Regions from separate parts of the Gossypium arboreum genome. Here region 1 is linked to region 2. The links are chromatin contacts, called in public Hi-C maps. All regions are on one chromosome and are shown on one strand. Each heading gives the region's core, a stretch centred on a gene start, on an enhancer-like site or on the middle of the called end of the contact. The rest is flanking DNA. Distances are from core to core; before and after follow the strand shown.

What was found. A called contact is a pair of places that touch in the nucleus more often than the background predicts.
Region 1: a Hi-C map of leaf shows a contact between it and region 2, with 7 times the contacts expected there. The contact joins the promoter of LOC108475208 here to the enhancer-like site in region 2. A contact is called at or near these places in 2 of 5 Hi-C or Micro-C datasets (both in leaf).

Annotation. Positions count from the first base shown.
Region 1 is chr3:133,232,000-133,238,083 of ASM2569848v2, reverse strand. It overlaps LOC108475208, which reads left to right and starts at 3,424. Exons shown (of 1, transcript XM_017777193.2): 1 at 3,424-5,057. The coding sequence starts at 3,535. The coding sequence ends at 4,875. LOC108474638 (nuclear transport factor 2-like) reads left to right here. Exons shown (of 10, transcript XM_017776631.2): 5 at 138-403; 6 at 549-708; 7 at 908-1,029; 8 at 1,107-1,172; 9 at 1,448-1,529; 10 at 1,729-2,073. The coding sequence ends at 1,931.
Region 2 is chr3:132,958,048-132,964,143 of ASM2569848v2, reverse strand. No RefSeq gene overlaps it. Among protein-coding and RNA genes, the nearest start is that of LOC108475811, 33 kb to the right of the region's middle. Within about 2 kb of position 2,018, at least 1 of the 2 cell types and tissues checked has an H3K27ac peak or open chromatin away from gene starts, as enhancers often do. A contact at or near this core is called in leaf, where this site is marked.

The DNA.
Region 1 (6,084 bases), core at 2,175-4,674, 270 kb before region 2:
AAAGCGTTATTTTTACCATGGCATTGAGATTTATACCTTTTTTTTATAGAATCATAGATAATTAATTTCAGATTTCTTTTTAACATCTGATTATAGACTGATTCTGTAATATGTCTACATATTAATTCTCGTTGTAGTACCAAGCTATATGTTGGGAGGAGATATCCACGGACGGGAATTTTTGGCTCCCGATGATGCCAAAGAAAATGGTCTTGTTGACAAGTATAGTTTCCCAGAACAACAACTACAGCAAGCTCCAGAATCTGAAAGTATTGTGGAGAACAACAGTGTGCACGAGTCCAATGGTTTGCTTCTGCATACAGTGAATACTGTCCAAGAGCATGTGCCTCCTCCTATCGAGGAACCTGTCGGGGAACCCCAAAAGCAAACCTATGCCTCTATTGTATGTTCTACCCGTTGTAGATAATTTCATGTCGTTCATATCCTGATATGCTCAAACGAAATATTTGTGTTTATTGGATTAGAAAAATCAACTTCTTTTCCCGACATTAATGCAATTTCTATTGTTTTTTGTGTGATTGTCAAAGTTAAGGGTTGCTAAAGGACAACCTGCACCATTAGTCGTTCCTCAGGTTCCTGTTAACAAGAACACGCCACCTGATGATTATCATCACAACAACTCCTCAAATGCAGTTGAAGTGTCTGGCACTGATATGGTCGATGAAATTTCACCCGTAGAATATGAAGGTAATAAAGCTTATATGTAACTTTTACTATGTGGGATGGCGACATGTATGAGAGAATTGAATTCTGTAGAAACTCTACAAGACTTTGTCAATGCAAATCTCGAAATGTTCATCGGGTTTGGAACTTTAGATAGGCACTTCTTAGCTATAATCTCGAAGCTAAAAATACACGTAGTTAATTTGTTACTTGTGTGTTTTAGGTGAATTAAAATCTGTTTATGTAAGGAACTTGCCCAATACTGTGTCTGAATCTGAAATAATGGAGGAATTCAAGAAATTTGGTGATATCAGTCATGATGGAGTGGTGATTCGTAGTCGCAAGGTTCACTTTGTAGCTTCTTTCGTATTCCGATTAAGATAGTTTGCCTTTTAATGCTAAAATATTCCGTTTGAGTGCAGGATGTTGGTGTTTGTTACGCGTTTGTTGAATTTGAGGACATGACAAGTGTCCATAATGCTGTCAAGGTCCGAATTTACTTCAAGCACCTACTGAAAAAACCATTTCTCTTGTTTTAGTAGCTAATCTTTTATCAGTGGAAGAACTGTAACTGTAGTTTTAGTAATAAATTTTTCGGGAAAAAGAAATCCACGATGTTTCTTCACTCTATCTGCTTTAATTGTTGGATTTGAAATCCAAATCAAGAGGCGCATTCGTTGTAACATTGAGTTGAATTTCAACATTTTTAGTAAGGTTTTTGATGTTTTCATTTCTATACTAAATTTAGTCAAATCTTATGTAGGCGGGAATAGCACAGGTTGCCGGACAACAAGTGTACATCGAAGAGCGGAGACCAAACAGCTATATCCCATCTCGAGGTGGAAGTATGTATTTCTTTCCCTTTTCTTTTCATGCATGTACTTCTTTCCTATTGGAATATGTTTTATTGTATACACGAGCATCGTCCAAGCCCTTTTACTAGTAGATCCTGAACAAGAATTGATAATGAGAGCGTTGCCATCGAAACAGTGGTTGCTATTTGTTTTCTATTCTTAATTGAAGTGGTTAAAATATTCCGGACAGGGAGAGGTAGAGGCCGAGGCAGCTATCCAACAGATGCTTCAAGGGGGCGTTTTGGTGCTCGAAGTTATGGCAGGGGTGGTGCTTACGATGGAAATGACCGAGACCACGGTAGATTGAGAGGAAATGGATACTACAGGCCGACTCCTCGCCAAGATCGAGTCTTACCTGGATATCAAGCATCTAGAAATGGAGAAACTTCATAGATTCAGCCTCTTTTACATCATCTATTAAAGGATCAAACCTTTTGCTTTCAGCAATATCTAGATTTTGTTAGATTCAACAATCAATATATAAGATAGGTGTTTTTCATTGGAAAAAGGAATTGAATTAGGGTTTGTGATCATACATTGAAATTTGTTCTTTCAATATTTAATAGGCAATATATTTGCAGTTTTGGGGCTCATTTTGCTTATGCCTTCAAAAAAGTTTGGTCTTTTTTTTCATTTTAACATGCAAGTTTTGATCTTTTCAGTTTTTAGCCAAAATCATTGGTCCACCCCAATTTATTTATTATATGAAAATATTATATTGGATTAGACCAATAGACCGGTTCAACCGTTCAGTTTTCGGATATATTCCCTTTTTTTTTTGCCAAAATAATGGATCCGGTCTAATCAGATCGCATCAATTGCTTGGTTCGGCACTTCAATTACCGGACCGTACAAGAAAATTGGCTCAATTAATTTTTGTTATTTTTAATAAAATTATGAATTTTGTAACTTCTTAATCATATATATAAAAAAGTAGATATCCTAAATTATGATTCTTATTTTAAATTAGTCCCTAAACTTCAAAGCATTTTAATTATATATCCAAATTATCGATGTTATATCAATTAAGTTTTTCTATTATTGAGACCGTTAATTTAACCATTAAGTGACATGTAAAATTTTATGTGATATAATTTAAAATGAAATTTTAAAGAAAAGTAAAATATTGCAGCATAATTTTAAAATTAAAACTAAAAATAAAGTAAAACCGAAAAAAATCTGGATGATAATTTCTATAAAAACATTGAAAACCTCAAAATCAAGTTTTTTATAATATTCATTTTTTCTTTAAAAGTTTCATTTTGTATTATATCCAATAAGATCGACGTCTCATTATTAGTTAAATTAATGGTTTTAGTAACGATGAGGATATTCTTGATATAACATCGATAGTTTAAAGATATGATCGAATATTTTAAAGTTTGAGAACTAATTTAAAATAAAGATCATAGTTTAAATATATTTACTATAGTTAACTCATAAAAATAATCTCATTAAGTCAAAATGTATATATTTTAACAAAATACTATATTTAATGCATAATTTATATAAAAATAATAATATTTAATAAATAAAATAAAATCTGTTAATTACGAAATAATCGAGATTAAATATAATTATCAAATGCCGAAGGTTTTAATTAAATATATATTTGAAAAAAAATGGTACAATAAGTGAATCGATTTGATTTTTATTTATTATTTTCCTAGAAAAATCGTTTAAACTTAAAACTCCTATACCCTAAATTTATAATAATTAATCCTAATTAAATTATTAAAAAAATAAAAAATAAAGAAAAAACCTGTCGTTGGTTATTTTTTTTCTTACACCACCTCCAATGGCAGTTAAAAAATAACGAACACATGTCAAGAACAACGGTTTCCTCTTTTATTACCACAAATCCCGCACTATTTTTCAAATGGCTTCATTTCATTTTGCCTTTATTTTCTCATCACTGATTCATTTTCTTCTCTGCCATTGTTGTCGTCGTACATGGCTGACGACGACAAAGGGCCGGAGTTTGGATATTAATTGTATGAATAACTTTAGCCGCGACAAAGGAAATTCCAAAAAAGGAAATAAAGAAGGAACAGACATTAACAGGTTCTTCATTGTTTTCTTTTTTGTCCTTCCTTGTTGTGTAATCATGAGTAATTTGGCACCATTCCAGCTATTGGAACTCAATGTCATCTCTGCCCAAGATTTGAAACCGGTATGTCGTCGTAAAATGCGAACCTACGCGGTGGCTTGGGTACATTCGGAGCGAAAACTTTCAACCCGAATTGACACCCAAGGCCACACCAACCCGACATGGAACGATAAGTTCGTTTTCCGCGTCGATGATGAGTTCCTCTATAGCGATACGTCTACTTTAATGATCGAAATCTATGCGGTGCATTGGTTCCGTGACATCCATGTAGGGACCGTTCGGGTTCTTGTTCAGAACCTTATACCACCGGTTTCTCAAACGCGCAACCGCCAAGAGCTCCAATTGGGGATGAGATTCGTGGCGTTTCAAGTTTGGAGACCGTCGGGTCGGCCTCAAGGGATTTTGAACATTGGGGCGGCATTGCTCGATAGCTCAATGAGGAGCATGCCTTTGTACTTTCAAATGGGATCGTCAGCGGTCGGGTATCGACATTTAATGGGCGAGGAAGATGCGTTTCAAAGCTCGAATGTCAAGCCTCTTTCGAGTACAAAAAGCAATACCAATAACCATCAGCTTTTGGTTAATGGGTTGATCAAACCCGAGCTTCGACGAACCAAGAGTGATTCAAGTTCGTTTTTTGAGCCAGAATTAAGGCCCAGAAGATCGATGAAAGGATCATCAGTTGTCAATGGTGGGTCAGTTGTTAACGGGTCGGAGATTGGAAAAAACAACTACAAGGTTAATTCTAGGGGAAGTTCGATGGTTAATTATGTGTTTGACAAAAATACTGACAGAAAGAAAAAATCGAGTCCTACAAAGGGCATCAATGGCCCAAAGTTGATATCACCACCAGGGAAGTCACCAAGTGGCTTAACGGGTGGGCGAAAAATTTGGACCGATTCGGAATTGGGTCCATCGCCATCGGAAGTGGCAGCTGCGGTGTTGAGGAATAAGAACCGTAAAATGGAAGAGATGGAGAGTTCGGTGGGCGAAGGATGGAGTTTAGATGGAAGCATGGAAGGGCTTGATTCGAAACTCGAACGGTGGAGAACAGAACTCCCACCGGTTTATGACTCAAGTAATGAATTTTCGAGCTTCCTTTCTAGTCAGACTCCGACAACAACAACCAAAAAGTCAAGACATTCAAGAAGACGTGCTCACAAGAAAGGGTTGTTTTCATGTTTCGGAAACATTTGTGGTTGCGAAATCTCAGTTACTTGCGGCTAAAGTTATTGATAGCGATAGTATTTTGCTTCGGTCGATGAAGTTACATCATATTTGATTAATACAACAATATTTTATAATACTAATGGATAAATTACATGTATAGTCATCCAATTACGAGAGTGTTTCTATTTTGGTCACCAACCTAAATTCTTTTTCAATTTAGTCACTAATATTTTCGATTTTTTATCTACTATTAAGTGGTTGATGTAATACTGACATGGCTATTATTTTATTGGCATGATAACAAATTTAATTATTAACATTTACGCATTTTATCAATTTCATCTTGACTTTTAAAAAATCTAATATATGCATAAATTTTTTTAAAAAATACATAAAAAATTGTGAAAATTTATAAAATCATTAAAAATCCACACCAACGTTCCATTAACGACTTAACGATAAAGTGACCAAAAAATCAATTTTTGAAAACGTCAGGACTAAATAAATCTTTTTTTAATTAGGTGACAAAAATAGAAACGTTTTCATGGTTAAGTGACTATCCATATAATTTGCCCTATTTTAAGTGATAAAACAATTTTTTTAAATTTATGTAATTAAATTTTGAAAAAAAACACTTGAATTTAATCTTGAATAGACTCCATTCTTTATAGTAGACTAAAAAAAATGTAACAATAATAGAGCACGTTAGATTTGTTAAAAAATTAGACCACCCAATTAGACCGATAGGTTTCAAAGGAGGAAAAATGTATTTAAATATACTAGAACTAAGGGTGCTGACTAAACTAAGGGTCAATGAGAGAAAGAAAGAGATTTCTATAAATAATATATTTGTATATTTAAATTTATTATAATATTGTTGGTAATGGATTCATATTGGAATTTCACTTGAGGATAATGCACTTTAGCGCATTCGAACTCACATCCTTTTATATTGACAACAATATTCATATTAATCGACCTAAAACTCAATTTGACATATTTGAGAGAAAAGTAAAAATAACTGTAAAGCAAAATCACGAATGCTATTTTGACAAAGCTTTCTCTTTCCTGTTTGTTGCCGAGCCTACCTAGGTAACCCGTAAAAATAACTACAAGGCAAAATCACAAATGCTATTTTAGCAAAGGTTTCTCTTTCCTGTTTGCTGACGACCCTACCCAGGTAACCCGATATATAATTTTCAATGAATGTCATGACTCATGAGTTTACCGATTGAAGGGCTGAGATTTCTTCTGACGTCATAAAAA
Region 2 (6,096 bases), core at 769-3,268:
TGGCAATGTATCAGCACTTATTAACAATCAATTTTTTTTAAAGAATATTTTCAAACTGGTGTCGCTAGACATGTCGGTAGCACCTTCTTACATTAGCTTTTTTTTTTCTCTTTATCAACTTTTTTTCCTGTCAAGCCTATTTTTTTTTAAAAAAAATCACAGGTGTCACTAATATATCAAACGACATCACTATAAAAAATATAATTTTTTTTGTTTCAACTCTTTTTTTACTCCTTGGCAGGCTTTTTTTTTAAAAAAATAAAATAACAATGGTGTTGTCATTATGTCAAATGGCATCACTATATATATTTTTGTATTTGTATAATTTATGTTTCGTATTTACAAAGAGTTGATATTTTTTGGGTTCCACCTGACCAGTTGGCGACATCGATTAAAAGAATATTTTTTGCTTCATCAAGATTGATGATAGCAAGGGGAGGAAATCTAGGATGGTTCCACTTGGCAATATGATGACACTTATTTTTACTATAGAAAACACCCCATTTTTGTAAATAATTTGTGTGTAATAACATTTTCATAATTAAATTTTCTATTTTATTTTAATAAAAAACTCAACTTTTGCACTTTTATATTTTTTTAATTTTTAATATTTTTATAATCTTTTATGATTTTCTATAATTTTTATACTTCTTTTAAATTTCTAATGATTTTAGTGATTTTAAGTATAAAACATCATATTCCGTCATGTGACATAATTATAAAGTGTTTTGAGATGCAAATTAAGGTAGGAAAGTAGGTTAAGAATGCAAATGAAAAGGGCTGTACATAAAATTGTAAATATTTTTAAACTTTTTTTGTAATTTTATATAATTTTTGCACTTTCTATATTTTTATAATAATTTTAATACTTTTTTATATTTAAAAATTTCATATTTTTAATTCATACCATTTTAATTTTTTAATTTTCATAATTTATATATTTTTTCTCATTTATAATAAATTTTATAACTTTTTCACTTTTATATTATTCTTTTGTAATTTTTAATATTTTTATAATATTTAATAGTTTTTAATTATTTTAAATATTAAACTCTAGATTTCACCACGTGACACACGTGACACAATCTTACGAGTTGCGTGACGAAACACCCAAAAAATGGCAATAATTACCCTTTAAAAGGTCAGAATTAAGCCTAACTACCACGGTCGTGAATATCGCCATGTATTGAAGAAAAATCAAGGAGATGACTGTAGAATTGGAGCACTAGCAGCTTCAAGACAGCCTAACCACTACGAACACAATTAAAGCCTAATTCGCATTGTCCCATTAGGCTGAAATGAAAAAAATGAGCTTAACTATAATAATAATAATATTATTATTATTGTTGTTGTGAAATTATAGAAAATAAAAATTTCGTTCGGATTACAGGAATCATTTCGGCCTTACAAAATATAAGATAGTGACACATAAAATATATTTTAAAGGAAAAAAATCTAGTTATAGACCATTTAGTTAAGAAGGTATCTGACAGGAAAATCGATATGCGAGTATTTGTTAAAATTCCTACAAAAATTGTAACAGTTTTACAATCTAGTAAAACTAGTGACTTATGTGGTTTTAACCATTTGAATTAAATTTTCTTTATTTTTAGCACAAAAAGAAATGAGCTTAATAAATTTATTAAAAATATGAAAATTTAGAGTTTAAGAAAACATGAGGTTTTATTTAAAAATCGAAGTTATCACTGATTTCTTTGGTTAGGTATGATGAGTTTCCTATAAAATTATTTTTTAAAATGAAATTTTAAAATTCCTTAAAAAAAAAAGATAAATTTAAGTGTATGTTAAAGTTGAAATAAAATTGAGATTGAAGAGCGGGTTATGCATAGAAAAGTGTTGGCAGGCTCAAACTTTGATATTTTATTAAACATGTGTTGTTTAATTTTTAAAAAAGTACAATTTTTTCTCACGTTTTACTTAACAACAAAAATGAAAGGATCTATTAAATGACGTGGGCTCCGCAACTGTATTATTCCACACGAAAAACGCGCGAAAGGATCTATTTCTCACACTTTCTACCTCTCTTTTTTCGTTTTTCCTATCTCCTTTTTCTCTTCTTTTTTGACGTTTTTGTTTTGACTAAATTATTTGTGTAATCACTATTCTTCTTTTTTGACGTTTTTGTTTTGAGTAAATTATTTGGGTAATCACTATTGTACAAAAGTGATATAGGTTCTTTTTAAGATATTCGAATTTAATTTAAAAAAAATTAAGTTTAACTCGATAATTATCGAATCGAATATAAATAGTTTGAGTTATCAATTAAGTCAAATTTGAACTTAGTAATATTTGATTCGAGGGGTTCATGAGTCTTTTCAAGCTTTTCATATTTTAATATTATTAAATTATGTTATTGCCTTAATATATTATTAACTTTAAGCTTAATTATTAAGGCGAGTTCAAATTTGAGTTTAAGCTTGAGTAGCAAAATTGATAATTGAACTTAATCGAGCTCAAGTTTCTCGATTATATCTCAAGTCGAGTATTGGCTTCCAAATTTCTAATTGAGCTTGGAAGTATTCGAGTTCGACTCGACTCAATTACACTCCCAGAAATCACTCAACTTTTACGTAGATTCTATTTTGATTATCCAACTTCAAGAAATTTTAATTTCATCATCAAAATTTTCAAAATTTGAAATTTTAAACACCCATATTAACGGAAAATTATTCCTAAATCTAAAAAATCAACATTTTTTCACTTAATGCTTATATTAATACTAATATTTATATTAATTAAAAATAAGTATATTAATATTAAAAAAATAAAAATATTTTCCTTCCTCTTCCACCCCGATCCTTCTGTTTCCTCTACCTCTCCCTCTCTCCCATCACCGTCTTTCTCCCTTAGAAATTTATTTATTTTTAAAAATTATTTAATTTTTAGATTTAAAATTAAATTGATAAAATATATAAATATTAAAGGGCTAAAATTATTATTAGGCTAATAAAAAAATCTCACATTAGCTTTCCGTTAAGTATCTGATAGTGAGTGACTAAAACTTGAAAACCTTGAGGATGAAATTGAAATTTTTTGAAGTTTAGTGATCAAATAGAACCTACCCAAAAGTTGAGTGACCACCCAAATAGGTTACCCTTTTTTTCTTTTTGGGTAAATTACATCGTAGTCATCCAACTATTGATTAGTTTTTTTATCATGAAAATTACAAAATAATCACTTAACTATTAAAAATTATCTTTTTTAATCATTTTCATTAACAAAATCATGTGGCTATTAACTTTATATATCTAATCCATCAAATATTTAACCCAGTTCCACGTAATATTATTTCCTTTTAAAATTCTAAAATTCTATTTTTCTTCTTCTTGCTTTGATCTTTCTAGCTTGATCTTGTTGGAAAATATGAACATCACATATATAATATAATTAATTATATGTTGTTATTATTATTTACTATTATAATAAGTTAACCCAAATTAAAAGTGATCTAATTTGGTTAAGGTTTATTTGACTTTAATTATTAAATAAAGTATGGGTCAAACATGTGTAGATACTATAGTAACTAATTTCTAATTTATGATGAGCTAATTAGAAATTAGGGCTAATGTGCCAAGCTTATATATTAGGGTTATGGTCCCAAATTACACATAAGATACTTTTCTAATATCTCATCTTTAGAAAAGAGAGAGTCATCTTCGCTATATTACTTGTGTGCTAATTTGGAAGACTAAAACCCCAATATTTGTAGATTTCAAGAAATTAATGAATTTAGGTATGCTTTTGCATCTAGTTTTGTTCTTGATTTATTCTTGATGATTTAACATAATAGATCCTGTTTTACAATTTTAAATTTATATCAGATTTTGTTTTATGGTTTTAACAAGTGACATCTGAATCTCGTCATGTTGAATCATTGAGAATAAATTGATTCTTTATTATTTTTGGATTTTAATTCTTTAAATTAAAGTTTTAGGATTTTATGATTTAGATTGAATGCATTATTATATTTTTGGGTGGTTCTCTTTCAATCGCTATTCAAAGATTAATGATTTATTTGTTATTTCGTTTTACTATGCTTCTATATCTGCAGGCGAATTTATAATAATATTCTACTTTTAATTTGGATTGAGCCAATGTGATATTTTTCAAGTTTGGAGTAATTTGAAGTTATTACGAATGGGTGGTTGAAAATTATTTTAAAAGTTTGAGGTTATTGCTTGAGAATATATTAAAGATTTTAGGGTTTGAATCATGTGATTTTTGCTCTGAAATTTGATTTTGTCCCTCTGCCAAATCTTGTTTGATTTTAATTTGGTTTTGTATTTCATATACCAGACATGTATGAATTTGAATATCAAATTTGATTTTATGTTTACAAAAGTTACGATAATATATAATATATATGCCTGAATTATATTAATGATTGGACTCCATATACTATGAATGTGTCCAATGGTTACAGCTATAATGTTATTGTACGAGTCTTGGTGGATTGTTATATATGATTGAAATATTTAATATATATTAAAGAACAATTATTCCGTTTCGTCTCTTATTGAGTAGAGGAATTAAAAGCATGAAATGCCTAAGGTAATTGAAAGCATGTATTAAGTGTTGTACCAATTTGGTTGACATTTCCTTTTAGTCGTTACTATAATTTTCTTGTAATTTTCTATAAGTTTTTTAAAGATGAATTCGTGTTATTCTCCTTTTAAATATTTGATTTTTGCATATTATGATTACAAATATTTAGTTTAACTATAATTTTTGTAAATTTGATTTAATGGATATTCATTGAATTTGTTAATTTTATGCTATGAATATTTATTCAGCTTTTGGATGTTTTGAAGTAAAACTCATGTTAATCATAATATATGTTTAAATAAATAGTTTTAAATTTGGTTCTATAATATAAGATTTAGCATCTTATGGTTCCAAATATTTAGTTAAATTATGATGATATGGTTTATTGTATGAATTGTGAGATATGACAACTATTATGATTTTGCTTTTGAGATTAATTGGCTTGAAAATATTTTTAAGTATTCATGCAAATCTCGGTTAATCATTAATACAATTTTAGATTTACATGGTATATGCAGGATAAATTTTTCTATTTGATTTTGAATACACTATAAACGTGAATTACTTTGGTGTTTTGTTTATGTCAAATTTATGAATATATGTGCTTGTTAATTATTTGACTTTGAATCAATACATTATTTCTGTTTGGTTTTGACATATATGGTTTTGGAACAAAAAAAAATCAGTCAAAAATTAAGATTTTCAATTTTTGTTATTGCATTATTAGAACAACCTTATTTTGGGTTTTTTCGGAATCTATAAAACAATAAAAAAAAAGTTTTGACCTTTGACTGTTATGAAAATTTTAAATTTGAATATTTTTATATTTATATATTTTAAAATAACTTAATTGAAATAATAAGTTGTCAAAGTGACCTCTGTCATTGAAATTATTTTGTTTTAAAATAAAACAGTTTGTGTGCATATAACTTAAGTTATGGTAATATTTATTGGCTCAAAGTAAGGTTAATAATATTACATGTGCAACTGTAAAGTTAATAATATTACATGTGCAACTGTGTTAATAAACATGTGACTATTATTCGGTTTTACATGTGAGTAATATATCGACCCAAAGGAAGATTTATTGTTCGACATGTTCTTATTGTCAGTGTTTGATTACTATATTAAGATATCTCTTATAAGTTAATATTTTTATCCAAAGATGAAATGTTAATGAAGTGTCTCGATATCTTGATATGGGATTTACCTTTATTCAAATTATTTTGGTTTAAATTTGAAATGTTTTGAAACAAATAAATTCAAATTTTGGCTTTGGGATTCAATTAAGAATATCTAATATTTTAAATAGATTAGTTGAAACAAAATGCTACCAAAGTGACATCTTTTGCATAGATTAGTTTATTTAAAATATCAAGATGTTTATATGCTTTATGATTCATGCATTTGTTAATTGACCCAAAGGTAAGTTAATATTTGGCAAAATTTCAATGACATTTGTGGTGATAAATATGTGACAATTATAAGGTACTTTATGTGAGCAATATGTTAGCCCAAAGATTAATTTAT